Regions from separate parts of the Canis lupus genome. Here region 1 is linked to region 2. The links are chromatin contacts, called in public Hi-C maps. All regions are on one chromosome and are shown on one strand. The core of a region is the stretch at or near the end of the contact, and the rest is flanking DNA. Distances in the headings are between cores, read along the strand shown.

What was found. Hi-C and Micro-C count contacts between places; a contact is called where the count stands out from the background.
Region 1: a contact with region 2 is called in a Hi-C map of blood, with 2.1 times the contacts expected there. The contact joins the enhancer-like site here to the promoter of ODC1 in region 2. A contact is called at or near these places in 2 of 9 Hi-C or Micro-C datasets (both in blood).

The regions. Positions count from the first base shown.
Region 1 is chr17:7,437,735-7,442,835 of UU_Cfam_GSD_1.0, reverse strand. No RefSeq gene overlaps it. Among named protein-coding and RNA genes, the nearest start is that of ODC1, 58 kb to the right of the region's middle. Within about 2 kb of position 2,360, at least 4 of the 20 cell types and tissues checked have an H3K27ac peak or open chromatin away from gene starts, as enhancers often do. A contact at or near this core is called in blood, where this site is marked.
Region 2 is chr17:7,378,310-7,383,391 of UU_Cfam_GSD_1.0, reverse strand. It overlaps ODC1 (ornithine decarboxylase), which reads left to right and starts at 1,255. Exons shown (of 12, transcript XM_038560768.1): 1 at 1,255-1,413; 2 at 4,079-4,225; 3 at 4,311-4,444; 4 at 4,724-4,897. The coding sequence starts at 4,343. It overlaps LOC111090485 (a long non-coding RNA gene), which reads right to left and starts at 462. Exons shown (of 3, transcript XR_005372071.1): 1 at 1-462. It overlaps LOC119864027 (a small nucleolar RNA gene), which reads left to right and starts at 2,817; the gene lies at 2,817-2,949.

The DNA.
Region 1 (5,101 bases), core at 1,111-3,610, 58 kb before region 2:
GTAATTCCAGAAAGAAAGGCAAGAGAGAATGGGGCCAGACTATTATTGAAAGAGATAATATCTCAGAATTTTTCAGAACTGTTGAAAGATATCAATCCATAGATTTAAGAAGCCCCACAATGCCAAGGATGAAAAATAAAAAGTGAAAAGGATGTTCAGACTCTGAATGCTCACAACCTGTTCTCTTACAAGCAGAGTAGACCAGTGACATGTCCCACGGGCAGATGTTACTCAACCCATCCTGGAACGTGGAGCTCCTGCAGGGGCATGAACAAAGCAAATAGAAGTGCAATAATTGCCTCTGCAAAGTCCATTCCTTCTTTCCTGGCCTAGGTCTGCTGAGGGCTATGATCAGAATGACAGCTGAGGTGCCAATCCATCCTGACCCCCCAATTTATTATGTATAGCACAAGACAGATGGAGGAAAGGATGGAAATTCCATTCCTCCAAGACTGGATTCATTTATTATTGGGAAGTCTAGCATAAATTCCTTGTTGACCCCACTCAGCCCTATAGCTCAGTCTCCATGCCCAGCTTTGTAGTGCCATGCACTTAGCATTTGATAGCAAACACTCTGGGATCTCTTGTGTAGCCAAGAGAAAAATTCAGTCTTGTTAATTTTGGAATATCAAAGCTTACATCTCATTTTCAGGCGCAAAAACTGAGGCCAGAGAAGGTCAGGAACGCAGAGGAAGGTCTGAGGTAAGGTCAACCTGGGCCAGGGTCTCCTGATGCCCTGTTCAGGGTACTCTCTACTATTTGCATGCCCACTTCTCAGGGAACATGAGGGCTGACTAGTTCATCTTCTGGGATGCATTCAACAACTGGTCATGACAGCATGTAACAGAGTGTGTGAAAAAGAAGCTTCCTAAAGCTTCCCTGCGGGGACATGGAAATACAGATATGGGCACCCCAAATCCAAACAGCCCAGTTACATAACCGCGACAGCAAATGGTGAATCATTGCCGTGTAATGGAAAAATCAGATTGGTCACTAGGAAAAGTAAAAGGATCACTGCGGTGAGTCACTGGGCCCACCCTCACGTTGAGTCTCCGAAACACTACACCTACCGGTTGATTCAGAGTCTGGCCTTTGTCTTCCTTTCTTCCACATCAATGTTTCGATATTTCACAATGGAGCTTTGCAAGTGATGTGAATTTCTAAAGAAGGCTGGGCCAAAGCCCCGCACGTTGTCTCTGGACTGTTCTAATGGGTGGGCTCTGCACCTACACCCAGCAGAGATGACAGCTTAACGTGGAATAATAGCTAATATTGTTGAGTGTCTACTGTGTTCCAAAAAGACCCTCGGACTCTTGAAATTCGTTATACTGATTCAACCTCATTACAACTCTATGAGCTAGGCATTGTCCCCATTTCACAGATGAGACAGCTGAGGCTAAGAAGGATTAAGAACATGCCTGAAGTCTCATAGTTAGCAGGAAATGACAGAGGCAAGAATCATCCCAGGAAAATCCATCTGAAGGCCCACCTGCTTTCTACCAGAATGGCTTTTGTGACCTAAGGGAAAGGCAGACACCCAGGTGGTGGTTGTCATTAACGGGAGAGGAGACCGTGAATGGAGAGAGCCCCACGCTCCTGGTGCCCGCAGTGACTGTACAGTAGGCACGATCCTCCCCTTTGTAGTAGATTGTAAGAACTGAAATGGGACAAAAAGGCAAGGACAGCTCTTGGAAGAGGACTTTTTGTTCAGTGGAGGGCTATTCCCTTGGTAAACCACGTGGAAAGTTCTGGAAGGCAACCTTTTACTCAACACTGATGAGGAGCACTGGCCTATACTGCGTAGTGGAAACTCACCCAGAATAACATTTTCCAAAGCAGCTGTTCACGTGGTAGGCTGGGCGTGGAGAATGCCTCTTCCGCAGGAAGTTCCAGCTGAGCACACGAAAACACACTATGCTGGTGGCCTGACGAGCAATTCATTTGTTTATATACGTTACTGGTGTGACCCACTTCCCCAGCCACTTCTGCTTTTGGTATTCAAATTAGTCAGCGGGGTAGTTGTCCCAGGGCCTCAAGGACTCAGTTCAAAAGGGCCAGACCCTCTGTCTCCAGCTGTAGAGAAGCTGACTCGGTTTCCCTCTACAGCAGTTTCATCGGGACTTGACAGATCGTTGCCACGCACGGGTCCTTCTCAGTGCTTTTCCCCACTTCTGTCCCAAGGACAGTCCAGTTGGCCTGGAGGTGACTCCTCAGGGTTCCAATGAGGAGGAGTGGTCTCTGGTGGCCTCGGCTCAGCTGTGACTGCACCCCTGCACCAACCCTCCGCTGTGTGTGGGGCCAAGGGTGCTGGTGCCCTTGCTCACTGGGGTCTCCGGGTCCCTGTCCTCAGGGCCTCAGAACCTCTGTCCCAGCGGGCGGTGGCCAGGCCAGCAGTGTGTGTGCTCAGGTCGGAGGCCTAAACCAGCCCCTGCCCGGCCACACTCGGCCAAGTGCCCTCCCTCCTGGTGGGGCCTTGTCTCTCCCACCCTCGTAGGTTCTGATGATGCTGAACCTTACTGACCTCACTCCACACTCTTACAGAAGTCGATTCCAAGTGTGCTGGAGACCTAACTACAGAAGGAGAAAAAAACGAAGCCTCCAGAAGAGAAAATAGGAGAGCATCCTCATGGCCTTAGGATTAGCAAAGAATTCTTAAAACACAAAAAGGGCTAACTGTAAAGGGAAGAGCCTAGTAATCAGACTTGATGAAAATTAAGAGCTGCCGTTTGGGGGAACCTGGTTGGCTCAGTCAGTTAAGCATCTGCCTTGGGCTCAGGTCATGATCTTGGGGTCCTGGGATCCAGCCCCTCATGGGGCTCTCCTCTGTGGGAAGTCTACTTTTCCTTCTGCCTCTGCCTGCTGCTCCCCCTGCTTGTGCTCTCTCTCTCTGTTAAATAAATAAATAAAATCTTTAAAAAAAAAAAAAAAGCTGCCGATCATCAATTAAGATGCCATCACCACAGAGTGTAAAAGCCAGCCACAGAGTGGAAGTCCCTGGCCATACGTATTGGGAATGGGACGTATCTGGGGAATATATTTTTTAAAATTCTCACAAACCACTAATAATCAGAGAAGCCAGTAAAAAAAATTGGCGAAGGATCTGAACAGGCTCTTCACTGAAGACTAAATCCATCCAATGGCCAGTAAACAAACAAAATTGCATTCTCCTTCATCAGCCGCCGGGGACGTGCAGGAAACCACAACAGCTGCACCCCTGCCCTAGTGGCTCCTTGGAAAAGACACACGGTGGCTGGTGGTGGCAACAATGCTGGGCGCCTGGAACTGTCATCACTGCTGGTGGGAGGTGAAGATGCGTGCAATCACTTTGGGAAACTGCTAGGCCCCCTCGACTGAAGCTAAAGAGTAGCTAGTCCTAGGACACCGCAAGTCCTAGGACACGTCCACGGCACGTATGCACGTGTGCACAGAGCGTGTGAAAGAATACTCGCAGGAATCAAGTGCAAAGAAATGCAAATGTCTCCCCCAGCACCAAGGTGTACTCACATAATGGAATAGGACATGGCCACAAGGCCGAAGTGTTGATTCTCCGAGCAGCACACTCGAGATGCAAGCGTGCAGCTGAGCAGCGGAGAGCACACCGTGTGCTTTCTTGCACACCAAGTTCCAAAGCAGTGAAGAGAGGTCTGCAATGGAAGAAGTCAGAGGAGAGGTTACCCTTGGAGGAGTTAGTGCCTGGGAGAGGTACAAGGTGCTTTCTGGAATATTCCATGTCTTGTTCCGGGCACCAAGTTGTTCTCTTAGAATTTGTGTGCTTTTCTAATGCAGGTTGTAGTTGATGAAAATTTTTCTTTAAAAATGTGAAAGGGAAGGGGTCAAGGTGTCTACCTCTTTTCTCCCAGCAAGTGTCTTCCACTGTTTATGAATTTGCCCACCCTTTCGCCTCCGCTACAACCTTGAACTCTGTGTTTTAAGGATTATATCCAGGAATGGGCATGTGTATAACTGGGCAGGTGGACCTGGGGCCCCTGCTCAGAATACAGGGCATGAACTTTGCTTTTCCTGCTGGAGAAGCATCTGGCAACAGTAAAATGACAGCTTCTCTCACCAAAGCAAACAGGTAAGCTTTGCCTGACACCCTGCTACACACACACACACACACACGCACACACTCACTCTTGCTGTTTTTCTGTTTATGCAAGCTGCAGGCCCATTGTAGAACACGTAGAAAATACAGAAAAGAATAAGAAAAGTAGAAAAGTCATCCGTGATCCTACTGCCCAAACACAAAAGAACTTCTCATCTTGGCATGTTTTCTTCCATCTTTCTATACACGTATATTTCGTGACTACATTTTTTAACAGCTCCCTTGAGGAATAATTTGTACACAACAAAAGTCACCTGCTTTAAGTGACTTTACTTCTTTACAATACTTCTCAGTAAATTTTCAGAGTTGTGCAACCACCATGACGACCCAGTTGTAGGACATTTCCATCACCCTCAAAGGATGTCTCGTGCCCATTTGTACTCCTCCCCATCTCCCTCCCCTGCCAGGAGCCGAGATCTGCTTGCTGTAAATTTGTCCTTTCTGGACATTTCATATAAAAGAAATCATACGCTATGCAATTTAATGCATCTGGTTTATTACACTTACCACAATTTTTTTGAGTTGCATCCATGCTGTAGCAGGAATCAGCAGTTTGTTCTTTTTTATTGTTGAGTATCACCCCCTCTGTGTGGGGAGATTACATTTTGCTTATCCATCTATCAGTTGGAGAACATTTGGATTTTCTCTATTTTGGCCATTATGAATAATGCTGCTGTTATACTTGTGTATAACTTTTTGTCCGATCATCTCTTTTCATTTCTCTTGGGTACGTGCTCATGGGGGAAATCCCGGGGCATATGGTAAACTTATGTGTAACTTTTAAGAAACTGACAAACTGTTCTTTTGAGGTGGCTGTGCCAATTTACATTTTCAGCAGCCGTGTAGTCTCGTGTTCCTGCAAGTTGTTAAGATTATAACCATTCTAGTCGGTGTGAAGTGGTTTTAATTTGCTTTTCCCTAATGACTAATGAGCCATTTGTGTACCTTTTTGGCGAAATGCCTTTTCAAATATATATTTTTTAAGATTTTATTTAT
Region 2 (5,082 bases), core at 6-2,505:
AAGTGGGCACCAGGGACAGGGGAGAGCGCCGAGCTCCTCCGCAGCCCCTCTGCACCAACCGCCCCACCTGGGCCAGCTTTACCCGTCCTTTACATCCTCACAGGTGGCCCTCAGGTAGGTCACACCCCACACTCTAGGGTGGGACGTTGAGTGTTGCATTTCGCCTTCAAGGGGAAGAATGGTAAAATGAAAGACAGGGAAGCCCCCCACATTCCTTCTCCCCTCCCTGGGGCCAGCGGCGGGTGCCCGCTCCCCAAAGAGGTTCCCCCCTGCACCAGAGGGTTCACGCTCTAAGGGACAGCAGATTTCCCAGGGTTTGGGGTTTTTTATGTATTCATTGTGCCCTCAAAGCGAGGCAATGGCAGCCGCCCTCGGAGACGGCTGCACTGGCGACCCGTGGGTAGGGGCAGCGGAGGGGTTCGCTGGCTTGCAGCCCCTCCACGTCCTTCCCCGAGGCCCTGAGACAAGTCTCCGGCTTAACGCCGCGCGCGGCCTCGCGTGGCCGCCTGCCACGGGTCGGGGTCGGGGCACAGCTGACCGGGCCAGGCGCCCACCACCTGCCAGGTGACCCTCAGCACGCGCGCACCTGCCCCTCCGTGGGTCTGCGCCCGGGCGGGGGGGGCGGGGCCGGATGGGGCAGGTCCCGTCCCGGGGACGGCGGGGCCGGAGTCCACCTGGCGGGGTCCACGTGGACCTCGGGGCCCCGCGGTCCCCTGCCCCTGCCCCCGGGCACGAGGCATTTACAGCCGGGCGGGGGCACAGTGCTGCCCGGCGCGGGCGCGGACGCCGGGCATCGGTCCGCCGCGGGCTCCGCGGTCGTGCGGCGGCCGCTCCCGCCCCGAGGCCGAGGTCCTCCGCGCGCGCGGCCGGCGGATGGCGCCGAGGGCCGGGGACCTGCGGCGTCGTGCGCGTGCGCGTGCGCGGCCCGCCGCGGGGCCGGGAAGGGCGCGAGGCCGCCGGGGAGCCCTGCGGCGTCGTGCGCGTGCGCAAGGCCGCGGCGGGGGCCGGGCCGAGGGGCGCCGGGAGGCGCTGACGTCGGGTCGCCCGCGCCCCCCCGCCCCTCCGTCCGGCCGCGGGTTGGCCGCCGCCGCCGCGCTCCGCCCCCTTCCTCGGAGGACGCCCGGACGGAACCGATCGCGGCTGGTTTGAGCTGGTGCGTCTCCATGACGACACGCGCGGCGCTATAAGTAGCGGAGCGCCGGCCCGGCGGCTTTGTCAGTCCCTCAGCGTCCGCCGCCGCCGCCCCTCAGCCAGAGCTCCGGCGCCACCTCGGGCCGGCGGTCCTCCGCGGGAGGGAGCGAGGCGGCGGGCGGCCGGCGGACGGGGGACGGGGGCGGCGGGGCGGCCGGCGGTCCTGCGCGCTCGGCGGCGGCATCTCCATGGGACTGGCCCGCGGCGCCCGCGCGCTCTGAGGTGAGGGGGCGCGTCCGGGCGGGGGAGGCAGGGACGGGGCCGGCCACGTGTCCCCGCGCGCCGCGCCGCGCCGCAGGCCGGGAGGACCCCGGGGCCGCGGGGGACACGTGGTCCCGGCGCCGGCCGCGGCTGCCGACCCTGCGGGGCCTGCTGTCCCCCCGGAAGCGGGGAGCCGAGCCCCGGCCCCGCGAGCGCCCGGCGGCCGGAGGGGACCGCGGCTCCCGCTTCCGAACCACGTCAGGGGTGCTCGGAGCCGGAAGCTGCCGGGCAGGCCCGCGGTTTCCTCAACCGCTATTCTTCTTCTTTAAGACTCGCGCGGCAGCAGGTGCAGGAGAGGTGGGAGCGGGCCCGTGCGGGTCTCGGGCTCCCGTCGCTCGGCCCACTTGGGCTGCGGTGAGGCGGACCTTCGCCCCTCTCAGTTCTCGTGCAGAGGACGTGACCCGACCTAGAAGTTCGCCCGAGCGGAGCTATATGACGGCCGTCCAGGAGCCGTGGCAATGCCTTCTCCACTAGCCGCGGCCCGGAACGGTCCGGGAAGGGATCTTTGCAGGACTCAGAGGTTTAAGAAAGGCCTAGACTATTGAGAGCCCAGTTCGGGAGAACAGACCTACACGTAGGAGGCAGCCCTTAAGGGTTTGCAAAAAAAAAAAAACAAAAAAAAACAAAAAAAAAAAACAATGTATTGTGGTCGTTTGAGATCCCCCAATAATTGGTGTAAGTGTGGGAAGCAGAACCTCTCAGAAATGTTTGGGGAGGACAGAATGTGTTGACTTTATTTAAAGCTAAAAGTGGGCATCATTTCGCTGCCTCGTGACTTTTTTTTAAGCTGGTCCCTGTCTCTGGCAAAATACTTCGCAATTGGCAGGAAGGGATTTGGTAGCAGAGGAGCGCTGTCTTGGGTTAACCCGCCCTGACTTTTAAGTCAACTTCGCTGTACAGGGCACTACAAAGTGGAATGGCTCTGTGTTGCAAGTTATTCAAATGAAGCTTTAAGAGGTACTTAAGAGCAATTTATTTCAAAGTGGTGACAACTGCCCAAGTTTAAGCTTGAACACTGCCCTGAAAGCTATTTGACAAGACCCTAACTAACGATCCCGGTCTGTCACTGCACAAGCCTGTGATAAGTGTTCATTATATAGACAGGATGGGTTTGCTGTCCCTTTAGTCTCTCGACTTCCCCTAGAGGTGCTTCAGGCAACGCAGGAGGTTAACTGCGCCAGAAAGTCACACTAGATCAAGTCTTAAAACAAGTTCTACTAGGGGCGCCCTGCTGGCTCAGGCGGGAGAGCAGGCGGCTCTTGATCAGGAGGCTCTAAGTTCGAGCCCCGCGATGGGTGTAGAGATTTAAAAGAAAGTTTTAAAGTCTTAAAAGTCACACAACATCAAAAGACCAATTCTACCACGCATGGGTTTGGATTTATGGCAGGCTCGTCCCCCTGGGCCTCTCATAGTGTCCCATGCCAGAGCAAACCATGGCCCCGAACCATTGCCTGGCCTCTGCCGTAGGCTGCAGGCACTGAAGTGGGTCGCACAGTGGAAAGAAAGTCCTGCCTAACAGAAATTAAAAAGGTTATAAAATCAATAATTTTAAGATAACTCATTTACCAACGTCACGTGTAACAAAGACCGAGGACAGTGGCTCAGAATGTTACAAGCTTTATTTTTGCTTATTCATAATTCCTGTTTGCTTTTTTATTTTTGTTATTCATAAAGTTAGCCAAAAATCATTTCCATGTGATTATTGTCCTAGCTAAGCAAGGATCAGGGTGCCGGTAAGGACAGATGAGATTTGCAGAATCACTGACTTGACGCCCAGCCACGCTGGTTTAAGAACGCTGATTTCTGATCAGATCCCACAACTGTATACATTTTGTTGATGTGGTGATTACTCTCTGGAAAAATACATGCGTGGCATGAAAATAAAATAGCATAAAAATTAGCTCGTGAAATTCTTAAGGAACTGAGGAGCGCTCAGTAAGGTTAGCCTTAAGACATTTCCATGACATTTCCATCAGTCATTAAAGATTGTTCCGTTTAAGACTTAGTGACAACAGGAGATAGCAAGGTGTTTATAAGGCATCTTTCAGAATTACTGAAATGATACTTTAAGGTTCTAAAGAGCTAAAGCTTCTCTGAAATCAAACTGACCATTAAAAAAATTTCCTGTTTTAAAGAACTAAGTGAAGATTCTGAAATGTGCTTTCTTTTTCTTTTCTTTTCTTTTTTTTTAAAGATTTTATTTGTTTATGAAAGAGGCAGAGGGAGAAGCAGGCTGCCTTTGGGGAGCCTGTTGTGGGACTTGATCCCAGGCACCTGGGATTACGACCTGAGCCAAAGACAGAAAGGCAGATGCTCAACCACTGAGCCACCGAGGTGCCCCTGAAACATGCTTCCTATAGGTTTTTTAGCATGAATATTTAAAATGCTTATTTTGCGGTGTTTAAGTACTACAATGGGATTTTAGCCTGTCACCTTGAGAAAGTTTAGCGTTGAACCTGTGGTGTCTTTAGATAGTGCAGAGCTTTATGGAATCCTGTGACCTATCCCTGGAATAATGGGATTCCCAAATCCAGTGAGTGAGCTATCTACAGAGTGTGTGTAAGTGGCCTTGCTTCCTGTGTATGTGCAGTCAGTGCCTGATCTTTCAATTTGATATGTTCCTAAGGTGGACAGCAAATTCTCTGCCGATCAGGACATTTTCACGGCGGCCCCAGGGACACACGTGTTTTCAGTGGGACTTGGAATTCCAGAGAATTGGCTTTTGTGAGAAACTGGCAATAATTTCTTTAAATTCCATCTCCTAGTTTTCTGTGTAAGTATTCGTGGTAGTTTGCAGGTTTTTGTTACGAAGTACTGGGTATGGCTATGGCTTCTAAATATCTCCATCCTATTTGCAGTTTGTTAAGTTTTGGGGGAGCATCGAGAAACCATGAACAACTTTAATAATGCAGAGTTCGACTGCCATTTCCTCGATGAAGGCTTTACTGCCAAGGATATTCTGGACCAAAAAATTAATGAAGTTTCATCCTCTGTAAGTATCTTAAGTCCATGCTGGCCATGCAGCTTTGAAAATGCTGGGCAGATGACTGAGAAACTTCATTGGGGTCCTCAGGAAATGTAATGGAACTCACACGGTTAGGGAATTCAGAATTTATTCGCTGTGGATCATTCCATATGATAGTGACATTGTGTCCGTGCCCAGGCTAAAAACTTGAGGATCCGTTGAGACTGGTGGGAATGAGAGTTGAGGCTGCCTGTGGGATGTGAGATTAGGCAGCCAACAAGTTCCCTGTACCCACTTTTGCTGTAGGATGATAAGGATGCCTTCTATGTTGCTGACCTGGGAGACATTCTAAAGAAACATCTGAGATGGTTAAAAGCTCTTCCTCGGGTCACCCCCTTTTATGCAGTCAAATGCAATGATAGCAGAACCATAGTGAAGACCCTTGCTGCCATCGGAACAGGATTTGACTGTGCCAGCAAGGTAAGCAAAAACAGCAGGACTCCAAAATGATCTGAAATGGCCCTGGTGCTCCCAACAGGGCAGATCAAAATTGTGTTTCTTCGGCAATAGATAGTAATGAAAGTTGAGGGTGGGGGGGGGACTGTGAACTCCAGTGTTACTCGGTTTCCTTCATTGATGAACTATGTATATATAATATACTCTCA